Regions from separate parts of the Sus scrofa genome. Here region 1 is linked to region 2. Evidence: chromatin contacts called from public promoter capture Hi-C data. All regions are on one chromosome and are shown on one strand. Each heading gives the region's core, a stretch centred on a gene start, on an enhancer-like site or on the middle of the called end of the contact. The rest is flanking DNA. Distances are from core to core; before and after follow the strand shown.

Region 1 (6,414 bases), core at 2,500-4,999, 150 kb after region 2:
GAAATAGGAGTTCCCTAGTGGCCTAATCCGTCATTGCCACTGCTGTGATGTGGGTTTGACCCCTGGCCTGGGAACTTCCACATGTGATGGTCATGACCAAAAAATAAATAAACAAAAAAAGAATATCTGTAATAATGGATAAAGCTAATGTACACAGATTTTTCTTAAAAAACAAAACAAAAACCCTCGTAAACATTAGAACTAGTAGAAGGGAAAAAAATCTTAACTTTGGTAGGTTTTTAGCTATTACATAAAATGTAGGTAGCAGAGTTCCTGTCGTGGCTCAGTGGAAATGAATCTGACTAGTATCCATGAGGATGCAGGTTCAATCCCTGGCCTCGCTCAGTGGGTTAAGGCCATGAGCTGTGGTGTAGGTCACAGATGCGGCTTGGATCTGGTGTTGCTGTGCCTGAGGCGCAGGCTGGCAGCTGTAGCTCCGATTCAACCCCTAGCCTGGGAACATCCACATGCCGCAGGTGCAGCCCTAAAAAAGAAAAAATGAAACGTAGGGGCAATCTTAGAGAAAAAGAGGCCATGAAATAGCACCCACATAACAGCTATCAGAGAAGGTTTCCATAAGTTCTCTGTCTCATTTTATTTATTTATTCATTCATTCATTTATTTTGGCCTCCCCAGTAACTCCCAGTCTAGGGGTCCAACCTGCACCACAGTAGGACCCAAGCCATAACTGTGACAATGTTGGATCCTTAACCCACTGAGCCACCAGAAAGCTCCTGTCTGTCTCATTTCAAAAAACTTGGGAGGAGTTCCAGTAGCGGGGCAGCAGAAATGAATCTGACCAGGATACATGAGGACTCAGGTTCGATCCCTGGTCTTGCTCAGTGGGTTAAGGATCCAGCGTTGCCGTGGGCTGTGGTGTAGGTCACAGACGAGGCTCAGATCTGGTGTTGCTGTGGCTCCGATTAGACCCCTAGCCTGGGAACCTCCATATGCCACAGGCACAGCCTTAAAAAGATTAAAAAAAAAAAAAAAAAAAAAAAAACCAACTTGGGAAAACCATACCTATCTCACAGAACTAGAGCAAATAGCTCAGATCTATTGAATTAAAATAAATTCTTCCTAAGATAGTTTTCTGCTTCTAGTCTCCATCAAAGGTGGGGTATTACTGAGGAATCTGGGCCCTTTTTGTGGTCCTGTGTAGTCTCACTACAGGGTGTGAGTGTGTATGTTTATCAGGCTCTAAGAGACTAGTCCCAGTTGCTGTGTTTCCTCTCTGCAGCCTTCTCGTTATCTCCCTTCTCTCAGAACAGACTTCCCTGGATCAGAATGAAGGCACTGAAGCAAGAGCAAATGCTTTTTTAAAAACATGAGATTGTTTATTTCTCTGTTTTTATCCCTATTAAGGTTCCCCGCTCCCCAGTTGCTACGACAATCAAAGGGGGTCTATTTTCTGTGGCCCTGGTAAGACATAACATTAGTACCTAGAATAAGGTTGCGATCTCAAGCACCAGGTTGTGTTTCACAGCTTAATGCTGTGGCAAGAATCAGCAGATAGAGAACAGGTGCAGCAGCCACCAGAGCATCCTTCCACTTTGACAAGAACACAAAGGCAACCCCTGGATTTTGTCTACCCCTTTCTCTTTATTCATCTGCTCATGTAACATTTATTGAATGCCAATTACACTGCAAGGCACTACTGGAAGAAGTAAAAAAAATCAGCAATGCAAAAGCCATTTGCTCCACCACTAAAGATGCTTGCATTCACATAAGGCATAAGAAGGGGAGGGGCCCCAAGAGTCACTCAGAGCTCAGAGAACTCAGAAAAGCAATGAATCAGGCAAGAGCCAGGCCACCGACAATCACAGTGACACCTTCTTGCCTCCATCACTCTCTTGGCTGGGGGCCTTCAGCGCTTTCTCAGAGCCAGCCGTCTTTTCCTTCCTATCAACCAAGTTTACCATCTTCAGGGCTGTTTATAAGCAGAAACCCCCAACAAATCAGCTCTCCGTCCAACCTCTCCATAGAAAGGAAAGTCAGAGGCTCTGACTTCAGAGAAAAAAGCAGTGCTCCCTCCTCCCAGCTGGGTAAGCCGAAGCTGGAACGCAAAGGCATATTGTTGAGAACAAGTCCCCAGTGCCTGGATCAGTAAACAATGTTTCTCCCAGAAAGAAAAACCTCCACTGTGCCCCCACAGCATCAAGTCCAAGCAGGGCCCTTCCCCTGTGCCACTGCCAGCCCCACTCCTGGGAGACTTCCTGAGGACTAGAAAAGGTGACCTGGCAGTGACAAATCATGGAAAGCTTTACCTGCTGGATCTGTTCCTTCCTTCTTTGGAATTAGTCTCTGGAAGGCCAGAGTGGCAATTACTGGGACCTTGGCAGCCTCTGTTCAAGTCCCTGGGAACTGTGACTTAATTGATGCCAGTGCTGTATGACTAAGGGGAAAAAAAGAAAAAGGAATTTTAAATGTTTATGTCAGAGTTCCCTCATGGTGCAGTGGGTTAAGGATCTGGTGTTGTCACTGCTGTGGGTCTGGTTACATCTGTGGCAGGGGGTTTGATCCCGGGCCTGGGAACCTTTGTATACAGCGAGTACAGTCAAAGAAAAAAAGAAAAAGACCACGACTGGCATTTGTGTTGTGGCTTTAGAGCTGAAACAGAAGTCAGGGTTCTCTAGGTCAACCTCCCACCCAGTGCAAGAAACATCTTCCGAAGTTCCTAACGTTCTGTCAGCTAACTTGCTGGACACACATGGCTACTTCAGCGGGGAGTCTGTTCCACTGCTGCACAGGTTCGCCACTGGAGAGGTCTTGAGATGTCAAGCTAAAAATCTGTCCCCTGGATCTTCAACTCTTCAGAGGCCTCATGCCCTACGAAGCTTTAGTGATAGAATCTTCTCCTTCCATACCACTCTCCACCAAACACTTGAAATCAAGTGATGCCTGCACCCCACGAATTTCACTTCTCCGAGAAAAGCACCTTTAGTGCCAATAATTATCCCACAGATTGCAGGCTCATCATCGTGCTTTATCCACTCCTGGAGTTTACACATACCCTTCAGAACTTAAACAACGGGCTGTGTTCGATCCCACTTTGAAAAGCGAATCAAATAGGGGATCTAATACAACTGAAAAATGGGACACAGTGGTACCACTCCCCGAAAGAGACTCGACTGACTGTGCGCCTGGGAGATTATTCCGGAATCTGAGCAGTTCTAACTGCGCACTCTTCGTAGAACTCCTCGTTCTTTGATCTTCAGATCCAGCCGGAGTAAAAACAGACCCTCCCTCCGGCCGCGGGCGCGGAGAACTGTTAACATCAAATAAAAACGTCTCGGAGAACTACCAAGTTAGGGTCGCTGTCACGAGCTGTCTGAAGGCGCGGGACGCCTCTCCGGCCATACTGGAACTTTTTAAGGGCTCGAGCTGGGCGCTGTGCAACTCACAGAACCACAACAGCTGCTCCTTTCCTCCCCGATGCAGGGCGCGCTGGGGGGCGGGGTCCCTGGGGAAGCGAGTCCTGACTGGCGCCTCCCCGCACCCTGCTCCGGGCGGGCCTGGGGACCCCGCGGGCCGCAGCGGCACAGACACCACCCCTTTCCCGGCGACCTCTGCTTCCGTCCCACCGCGAGCCCCAGGGGCGGCCGGACTCACCCTGGGGGCAGGGACGGGAGATTTGGGGGGCTGGACACCGACCAGGCCCCGCTGGACCCTGTCACAGAGCCACACACCGGGGACAGAACAAAGAACGGAAGTTCCCTGCGTTTCGCTTCCGGGTCAGTCCGAGTCACCCCCCGCTACACACACACATACACACAACGCTCCGGGTCCCCCACGTCCACTTGTTCTCTCTAGGAAAATGGGAGGTCTGCGTCTCTCTGTGGTTTGCTGACTGGGCTCCGGCCCCAGCGCGGATGCCATGCTCCGCGCCTGCTGCCCCCGCCCGCAGCGCCCCCTGCTGGCCGGGCGTGGCGGGGCGCCGCGCACCTGGTCCTCACGGCGCATGCTCGAGCGCGGCAGGCGGGGGAGCAGAAGGCGCGGTGTCTGGGGTAGAGGGTCGCTGCTGCGCTTCCACGAAGTGGAGTTTTAAGCCCTAAGGTCGCCTACAGACGGACGCTTGAAGGATTCAATGGAGAAAATGTATCTTCATCTGAAGTTTCCAAACAAATCAGGTTTTGTGTTTGTTTCATGTAAAATGCCTCCTTTAAATTACCAAAATCTTTTTTTTTTTTTGCTATGTTTTGCTGGGTCCGCTGCACCCAAGCCTCGGCAATGACAATGCCAGATCCTTAAACTCCAAATTACCAAAATGTGAAGAGAACGTTCTGGCGCAGCAGAGAATGCATGTGAGGACAAAACCTGCTGGGAGCAGAAAAGATGTGGGGAAGTTATCCATCTAGATCCATCCGGATCCGAAGAAAACAGGTGAGGCCCCATCAATGTGGAGAAAGTATGAAATAGGTGAGATGCTTGAGGAAATGAAAAGCAAGCTTCTTGGTTCACTCACTTTTATGCCCTCACAAGAGGAATCCTTGAAGTGTCAGAAACATCCTTCAGATTATATACAAAAGGAAGTTTTGTGATCTGATTCCCCTTATGGCCCTGCCTCGCATTTGATCGCAGTTTTTCTGCTTCCAGTATTTATAGTGCATCCATTCAGTTTTGCAGTGCAACAGGCCTTACTCTCCAGTGACTTCAGTCTAAGGACAGGAAATATGTGCTGGGGAAAAGGTGACAAAGAGCAGGGCCCTGTCAGGAGGTGACAAGACTTTCCAGTAGCGATGCAGGCCAGTCGGGAAGATGGAGTGTTCTCTGCAGAGTCAGCAACCAGTGCAAAGGCCCTGAGGCATGAGAGAACAATTAACAGGTAACAAAACTGGAGGGTGGCCCAAGAGGTGTGGGTGTGTGACCCATTTCCAGTCCTTCTGGACCCCAGCGAGAATTTGAGCAAATGCTTGGAATGGCCAAGCCGCTCAGCAAACTCCACTCCCCCCCAGGAAGGCATTTTTCCTTTTTCTCTTCTCAATTCCTTATAATCCCACTTGTCCCTCCAGGACAAGAACAGAGATGAAGGAGGAGGCAGTGGCAGGAGAGGAGGGAAGGGTGGAAGCAGAGTGAGGCTCCTCAGAGTGGGTTTGTGTGTTTGGTAAATGTTCACCTAATGACAGTCCTCAGAAAACAGGCCATCAATGCAATCAGCTCTAATACCCTGGGGCTGAGAAGTCAGTTTGCAGTTTACCATTAGTGTTTGCCCCAGAACCCAGCTGCCTGGTTAATTCCCAGCCAGTTCTCAAAAGCTGTGCCGTTAATGATTATTCATCTGAGTCCATGGCCTCCTCGTGCCATGAGTCACCCAGGGGCTGCCCAAGACAGCACTCTACCATGGGGAAGAAAACATTTGAATTTCCATATAGCTTTTATCTGAAAGAAAGAACAAAATAAAGTTTAAAAAAAAAAAAAAAGTAAGCCTTCGTAGGCACAGCCTCTCAGATTCCATTGGCTCTGAGTAGAAGGCTCCTAACCCAGCTGGAACCTGGGGGTCCCCACTAGCCCTGCCTTTGTCGTGTCCCATGGCCAGGATCAATGAAATGACCAGTAAGAAGTGGATGCCCAGATGCAAAACTGATGAGTCAGTTTGTCCTAAAGTGACATGCACCTGTGGCTTTTCAACTAGATTAGAAAAAAGTTGTATCTATTTTTCCAGAGAATTCCACAAGAATTCATCTCTGAAGCTATTTGAGCCTAGAATTTCTTTTGTTTTTGTTTTGTTTTGCTTTTTGTCTTTTTAGGGCCACACCTGCAGCATATGGAGGTTCCCAGGCTGGTACACCACAGCCACAGCAACGTCAGATCCGAGCTGCGTCTGCAGCCTACACCACAGCTCACGGCAACGCCGGGTCCTTAACCCACTGAGCAAGGCCAGGGATCAAACCTGAAACCTCATGGTTCCTAGTCGGATTCGTTAACCACTGAGCCACAACAGGAACTCCTAGAATTTCTTTATAGGAGGATTTTTTTGATTCCTGAAGACTTTGTATTTTTATTTCTTTTTGCTTCAGATTTGGGTTTCTTTTGTTTTGTTTTAGGGCCACATCTGAGGCATATAGAAGTTCCCAGGCTAGGGGTCGAATCAGAGCTTCAGCTGCTGGCCCACACCACAGCTCACAGCTACACCAGATCCTCGACCCACTGATGGAGGCCAGGGATTGAACCTGCAACCTCATGGTTCCTAGTTGGATTTGCTTCCACTCTGACTAACACCCCTAGCCTGGGAACCTCTGTATGCTGTGGGTGTGGCCCTAAAAAAAAAAAAAATACAAGAATGTCCTTGGAATTCCCATGTGGCTGAGCGGGTTAAGTATCCGGCCTTGTCACTGCAGTGGCTTGGGTCACTGTTGTGGCGTAGGTTTGATCCCTAGCCGGGGAACTTCCATGTGCCACAAACACAGCCAAAAA
Region 2 (6,675 bases), core at 3,983-6,482:
GCTGCCGTTTTTGAGTGTCTACCACTACATAGCTGCTAGACCACCACACAACAAGACTGACCAGAGCAGTGCCACCTCAAACAACATGGATGGATTTTACCAACCTAAGGCCAAACAAGAAATCAAGCCCAAAACAGAAAACAGAAACATTCTGCTTGGCTTCTGTAACAGGCAAACATAAGCGATGCTTACAGAAGTCAGAGCAGGGGTCACATTTGAGGTGGGAGTGTGTCAAGATTGGGGTAAGGCATGAGGAAAGATCTGCAGGTACTGGCAAGTTCTCTTTCCTGAGCTAGTTGCTGGGGTATCCTGGATGCTCACTTTGTAAAAATACATCCCACTTATGCTCAGATCTGTGCACTTTTCTCTATGTATGTTATCCTTCAATAAAAAAAATATATTTATCAAAGCTAAAAAAAAAAAAAATAGCAGAATGTCAGGCATGACCTTAGAGACAGAGGCAGACTGGTCAAATATATTACTGTCAAATCTGATGTATGTGTGAAGCCTATAATGAGATAAACAGTTCCTCTGAATGCTCTAAGTTTTCACCTTTGTTTGCTAATAAAAATAAATGTATTTTGGAGTTCCCGTCGTGGTGCAGTGGTTAACGAAGCTGACTAGGAACCATGAGGTTTCGGGTTCGACCCCTGGCCTTGCTCAGTGGGTTAAGGATCCGGTGTTGCCGTGAGCTGTGGTGTAGGTCGCAGATGCGGTTCAGATCCCTCATTGCTGTGGCTCTGGCGTAAGCGGGTGGCTACGGCTCCGATTAGACCCCTAGCCTGGGAATCTCCATATGCCGTGGGAGCGGCCCTAGAAAAGGCAAAAAGACAAAAAATAAATAAATAAATGTATTTTAAATAGAACTTTCCAATTTTTAAAAGCCCTTAACAATTCCAGTATGTATGAATTATCCTGTTCCATCATACCTAAGTCTTTTTGTATCCTGCCACAGAAAGCATCTTAAGAGGGCTCCTGAGTAAACTTAAGAACTCTTCTGGGAAGATTAGAAAACTTCTTCTTCCCTGCAGTAACAGAAATCGCCACAAGGTGGCAGGAGGGCAACACCGAGCATTTCAAAGCTGGTTAGGGTACCAGTTTAAAAAAATCACTTTCTCTTCATTTAACAGACAATTGTGCGTATATAAAACAAAAATAAAAGAGCATGCATTTATAGAATGAAGACGTTTGTTGACTTGTGATAAAGGAGTTCAAATGACATTAAACTTCAAATCAGGTCTGAGTTTCAGACTAGACCTTCACAGACTAGCTATGGATCTGTGATTAAGTCAGCCTCACCCATCTCCTGGGTGGCAGCTTCCTTACCTAGAAGATGACACCTGGATGGGATGGTCTCTTAAACACCATCCCAGCTCTTAGGTTCTGTGAATTTCAGTCGCTGTAACCTCCACATCTAATCAAGGCAGGTAGGTCTGCCTCCAAAATACACATCAAATCTGCCTACCTGCCGTCCCCACTACTATCTCCTAGGTCAAACCACCATCACCCATTGTCTAGACAATGACAGCAACCTCATGACCAGTCTCCCTACTTCCAATCTGGTCCTTCTCCCAGCCATGTCCAAAGAGAAGCCAGAATAACCTTCTAAAAACCAGTCAACTCATGTCAGTCCCCTGCTTAAGATTCTCCATTGGCTCTTCTCACCACCAGGAAAATGCAAACACATACGGTCCAACGTAACCCCTCTCGCCTGCATCTCCCAGCTCATCTCATGCCACCTTTCCCCTTGCACGTGATGCACAGATCTTTCCCTTCCATATAGACGTCCTGCATCGTCTCAGCCTCAGGGTCTTTGAATCTGCTGTCCGGCTGTGACCTTCTCTCCACAGTTGCCGGATGGCTGAGTCCTTACCCATCAAGTCTCAACTGAAATGTCATCTCCTCAGAAAGGCGATCCTGTTATTAAAGCCCTGGTCACTTCTCTGGCGTGGCAGCTGATTTCTTCACAGCACATGTCGCCAACTGCATTATTTTATTTCTTGGTCTATCGTTTACCTCCTACCCTTCAGCTTGCCTAGACGATAAGCTCCATGGCTTTTTCACCACGGTATTCCCAGTGCTGGGTCTGGTACGGCAGAACAGCGTCTGACACAAAACGGGTGGCTCAAGAAATATTGGCTAAAGGTACGAATAGTAATGCAGGGATCAGCTCCCAGAGTCAGCAGACTAAACACTGGCATGAGGGAAGGAAGAGCTGTGCTTGGAAGCTCTTTTTCAGGCAAACAATTTCCCCCCTGAAATTTACAAAGCTATTTCTCTTTCTGTTTTCTTTTTCTCCCCATCACCAATGACTGTTGAAAACAACTTCTGCTCTGAAAGATTTTTTGAGATTTCTTTGTGAAGGTCTTAAGATGCATGCAGGTCCATGGTTCTCTATCCTATCTGTACATTCGAATCACCTAGTGAACTCTGAAAAATGCTGCTGCCCAGAGCCCCACAGACTGAATCAAAACCCCAGGTTGGGGGCGCGGGGGGGGAGCAGTGGATAATATTTCTTAAAAGTGCTTCCAGGTAGTCCCAATATGTGTCCTTTATCCCTGGTGTGGCCCAAGAAGCAAGGAGAGTGGGCTGGGAATGCATCAAAGCAGGTTTCCTGGATGCAGGGCTCGGGGGCCCAGATCCTAAGCAGAAGCACCTAGCACACTGTCTGCGGGCTCGGGTGTGAGGAGAGGATGGGAGACGGTTTCCACGGACTTAGGCAACTCCAAACGTCTAAGACATGGGGCACCCATCTGAGTAAGTGCTGGTAGCAGGATGGTGGAAATGGTAGCTCCACCCTGAGCAACCTATTGCTTTTCTGGCCAACTTGGGGTGGGGGTGGAGGCGGAGGTGGGTAAACAGAGCAGTGACAAGCAGAGGAGGGTCAGAAAGGTGAGATACTGAGGAATTCTGCCTCATGACCTGCCTTCTAAACACCTGGCCAGTCAGCCTCATGACACTCCACCCGCCCTTACCTGCGCTCTCCCTACCTGTCGGCCCATTTTAGTGAATCCTGAAATCCCACCTCTTCCAAGAAGCCTTCTCAGCTAAAACAAAAGAACTGCTCATGTCCTCCCCCGCCTGGAAATCCTTCCATGACTCCCCAACCCCTGAAAGAGAAAGCTCGGTCTTTTTAGCGTGGTGGAACAAGATCCTCCGTGACACGGCCCTTGCCTCTTTCTGCAGCCTCAACTCCTGCCCTCCTCTCTCCCGTGGGCCCCACTCCCAAACATCCTCTGGTTCCCTTACTTTTCACATGCTCTTCCACACTGAATATGCTGTTCCCTTGGCCTGACAATCCTCTCCCCTACCTTGCTGTTCACATCCTTCAAGGATGAACTCATGTTTCACTTCTCTGGGAAGCCTCGCCTCACCCCTGTCTGATCGCACTAACCTCAAACCTTCTGTGGGCTGGTACCAACTCGCATACAGTAAGCATCAGTAAAGATGACTGACTAAAGAAACGAATGTACCCCTTCTAGTCTAACCGCACCTGTTTCCTGTTTGCAGTCAGTTGATAAAAAACTGTACAGCGTTTGACAGTTTACAATCCACTTTAACTTGTCATGAAATTCGTGTATTCAGCAAGTACTTACTAGATACCAATTCAGATGGAGACCACTGGAGTGACACCGTCAGTAACGGAAGGGGGTGGGGCTACTCTGGAAAGGATGCGCAAGGAAGGTCTTCAAGCTAAACTCTAAAAGGATCTAAAGGATGGGAAGTACGGGTAGAGAGAGAGAACAGGCTTGAAACAAAAGCAAGAAGGCCAACGTGGCTGGAGTAGCGTATGACACACTGATTTATTTAACCGAAGCTTCTTAACCCCTAAGATGGGAAGACCAGATCATCTCCAAATTCTAACACTCATTTTCCCAACTGATGAAAGAAGTTAGTTCACAAAATCCTGACCCATCCCCTCAGCCAGGCTTTTCTCAAATCCTCCGTGGTCTATGATATTTGCAGGTATAAACCATATCGTCCAATAGAGCAACCTCAGCCACGGGAGCATCTGAAATACCGCTAGTCCCAATTGATGTGTGCGGTCAACGTGAAGCAAACACAGATTTATTTCAAAAACCTATCATGAAAAAAAAAGTAAACGATCTCACTGATAATTTTTCCTATCAGTTAATACCGAGTGATAATATTTTGGAAAAGAGGGTTAAATAAAACATATTATTTATTGCTCTTCCCGTGGTTTTTCGTCTGCTTATCTTAAAAATTCTCTTAATAAAATGTTACTGATGTAGTTGAAAAAAATATTGAAATTAACATCACCTGCCTCTTTTTACTACTGAAAAACACTTTAGTAGCATGCGTGGCTCGTGTTTTTTGTTTCTATTGGACACCACTGGTATATAACCTTCTACAATGTTTGTCTTAAACTCCAGGAGGCCAGTCCCTTGAAAATTCTGCAAGGAGGACTACACCCCCCTCCCAATCCCTGTTTTAACTCCAGCCCGGAGATCGGTGAGTAGCTTAACTTTTTTGAGCCTGGGAGGGGGCCACGGGGGCGTTTCATGCTTCCAGCGGCAAAAGCGGCCACCTAGTGTAAACAGTACAAGTGCCCACGCAATTCCGGCAACCCTGCAACGGCCGGCTCACCCGGTAGCTCTGGAAGGCCTCGTCCATGGGGGCCATGGTGTGGGCCTGGTGCTCCTGGGACTCCCTGCACACCATGCACATGAGTCGCTGATCGTCCTCGCAGAAGAGCCGCAGCGGCTCCCCGTGACGGTCGCACAGCCCGCGGGACGCGGGGCCCTCGCGCCGGCGCCGCGCCTTCTGCGCCAGCCGGGCCAGGGCCCAGTTGGGCCGCAGCGCAGAGGGCGTCGACGGCCGCCGGCACTCGGGGCAGGGAAACTGGTTGCAGCCCTGCGCCAAACCGCGGCGCAGGCAGTCGCGGCAGAAGTTGTGGCCGCACTCGATGGACACCGGGTCCTCGAAATAGTCCAGGCAGATGGAGCAGCTCAGCTCCTCCTGGAGGTCCTCGGCCTCCATGCTGCTCCTCTGACCCCGATCCGGGGGCGGGGTCGGAGGAAAGGCCGGCAGGCTGCAGGCGGGCCCCCGAAGCCGATGGCCTTCCGACCTGCGGCCGCCGCCTCCCGCCGAAGGGCGAAGTGCCATCTCTTCCTGGGACCGGGATCCAGGCGGGGCCCGGGGACGGGGAGGAGGTCCTTCCCGGCGCGTCTGAGGGGGGCCGAGCGCGCGCACGGCAGGTTTCCGCACCCCGACGGCGCGCGGGGCATGTCGGGAGGGCGCGCCCCCACCGGGCGGACAGTAGAGATGCGGAAGCCCCCCCTCGGGAAGCCTAGAGAGGAGGCGAGGACCTCAGGTTTGCCGAGCGCGCGGCTGTGAGGCGACCGCGCAGCTGCAGCAGCAGCTGGTGGGGCAACGTGGGGAGGCGCTGGTGAACTTCGCTAGTCCTTCAGGTTTGCGAGGTGAGGTCAGTGTTGGCCGGCCGCTCCGGACGATTTAGGTTCTGACTTCCTAGGCGAGGTGCAGCTTATGGCCTGAAGGATTAGGAGGATCGGGGGCATCCCCTTAGGCTGGCTCTTCCTGAAGTCTCCCTTTTATCGTTCAGCCTCATTCTCCAGGAAAGGAATCTGTTCTCGTCCTCGAACCCCCGAGGTCTAGTTGAATTCCTAAAAAGGCAGGATTTCCTGATGCCCCCACGAAGCCCACCAACTCTCCAGGGATTCGAGGAGCCGGGCGAACAGGCCAGCTAAGTTTCGGAGGCGAGCGAACAGAAAAAGGAGTGTTTAGCCCCCACGACGTAGTAGGGAGCTTTCTGATCGCCTTGCCACCCTGATTTCCCTCTCTTTCTTCCATAGCGTAGGAGATAGAGGCAGCCCATTCTCACCATGGGGCACACTCGCCCAGTGTAGATAGACGTTCTAATAGTTAAGTTAGGGGGAAGAATCTAGGGTTAGACGGTCTTCCTCAGGTTTGAGACTTCCCACCAGTATTTAAGCGGTTCAGCGCCCAGGAGGTCTAAAGGACTCTGGGTGATCTGCCAGGAGTGGCTGTCGTCTAAGATTCTGGGAGGAAGCAGAGCCTGTAGCTGCTGCTGCTGGTGGTGCTGGAGCAGTTCCTGATCCTCCTACCTGAGAAGACTAGGACCACGTTGTCAGAGCAACACTCTAAGAGTGGTGGGAAGGAAATCAGGTGTTTTAAGTGGAAGTGCTTAAGATTCAGATGCGTAGATGCATTGTCTTTTGGTACCCAACTTGAACCACTTGCCATCCCATGTGTCATCCATTGAGCCTTTCAACAAACAATATGCTTGCCTGTTTCACAGTGTTATCTGTTTCTCTCCAATGGATTTTTATCTTGTGTTTCTGAGGTGTTTTTTTTTTTTTTCTTAAATTCTTCGCACTCTGTTCTGTTTCTTATGAAAGAAATTTTTAATTCTTCTTGTGTCCCCAAATCAGATACTGCCTTTCCCATAATATGCTGATTAGGGGATTTGAAAAAGGAGCGCTTGGGGGTCACTGTTTTGGGGGTTTGATGAAGGTTCCACAGAATGGCTATGTTTAAATGTTTAAATTATGCATCCGATAGCTGTGTTTTCTTTGTAAATTGGAATACTATACTGAGAAGAAATCTGAGTCTTCATATAGACCAAGCAGGAAGAGGTACTCTTATCGGTTATTGACGTTTCCCATGAGTGTT

What was found. Promoter capture Hi-C pulls out the DNA fragments that hold promoters and counts their contacts.
Region 1: a contact with region 2 is called in a promoter capture Hi-C map of liver, with 4 times the contacts expected there. The contact joins the promoter of ZNF3 here to the promoter of TRIM4 in region 2. A contact is called at or near these places in 1 of 5 promoter capture datasets (liver), 10 of 47 Hi-C or Micro-C datasets (embryonic fibroblasts, fetal skeletal muscle, heart right ventricle and 4 more) and 1 of 2 datasets of contacts at active chromatin or transcription factors (alveolar macrophages).

What each region holds. Positions count from the first base shown.
Region 1 is chr3:7,978,944-7,985,357 of Sscrofa11.1, forward strand. ZNF3 (zinc finger protein 3) reads right to left here and starts at 3,750. Exons shown (of 6, transcript XM_021086192.1): 1 at 3,613-3,750; 2 at 2,268-2,395. It overlaps LOC110259870 (a long non-coding RNA gene), which reads left to right and starts at 3,898. Exons shown (of 4, transcript XR_002342273.1): 1 at 3,898-4,383.
Region 2 is chr3:7,832,355-7,839,029 of Sscrofa11.1, forward strand. It overlaps TRIM4 (E3 ubiquitin-protein ligase TRIM4), which reads right to left and starts at 5,233. Exons shown (of 6, transcript XM_003124333.5): 1 at 4,609-5,233. The coding sequence starts at 5,127. LOC110259868 (a long non-coding RNA gene) reads left to right here and starts at 5,300. Exons shown (of 2, transcript XR_002342269.1): 1 at 5,300-5,441.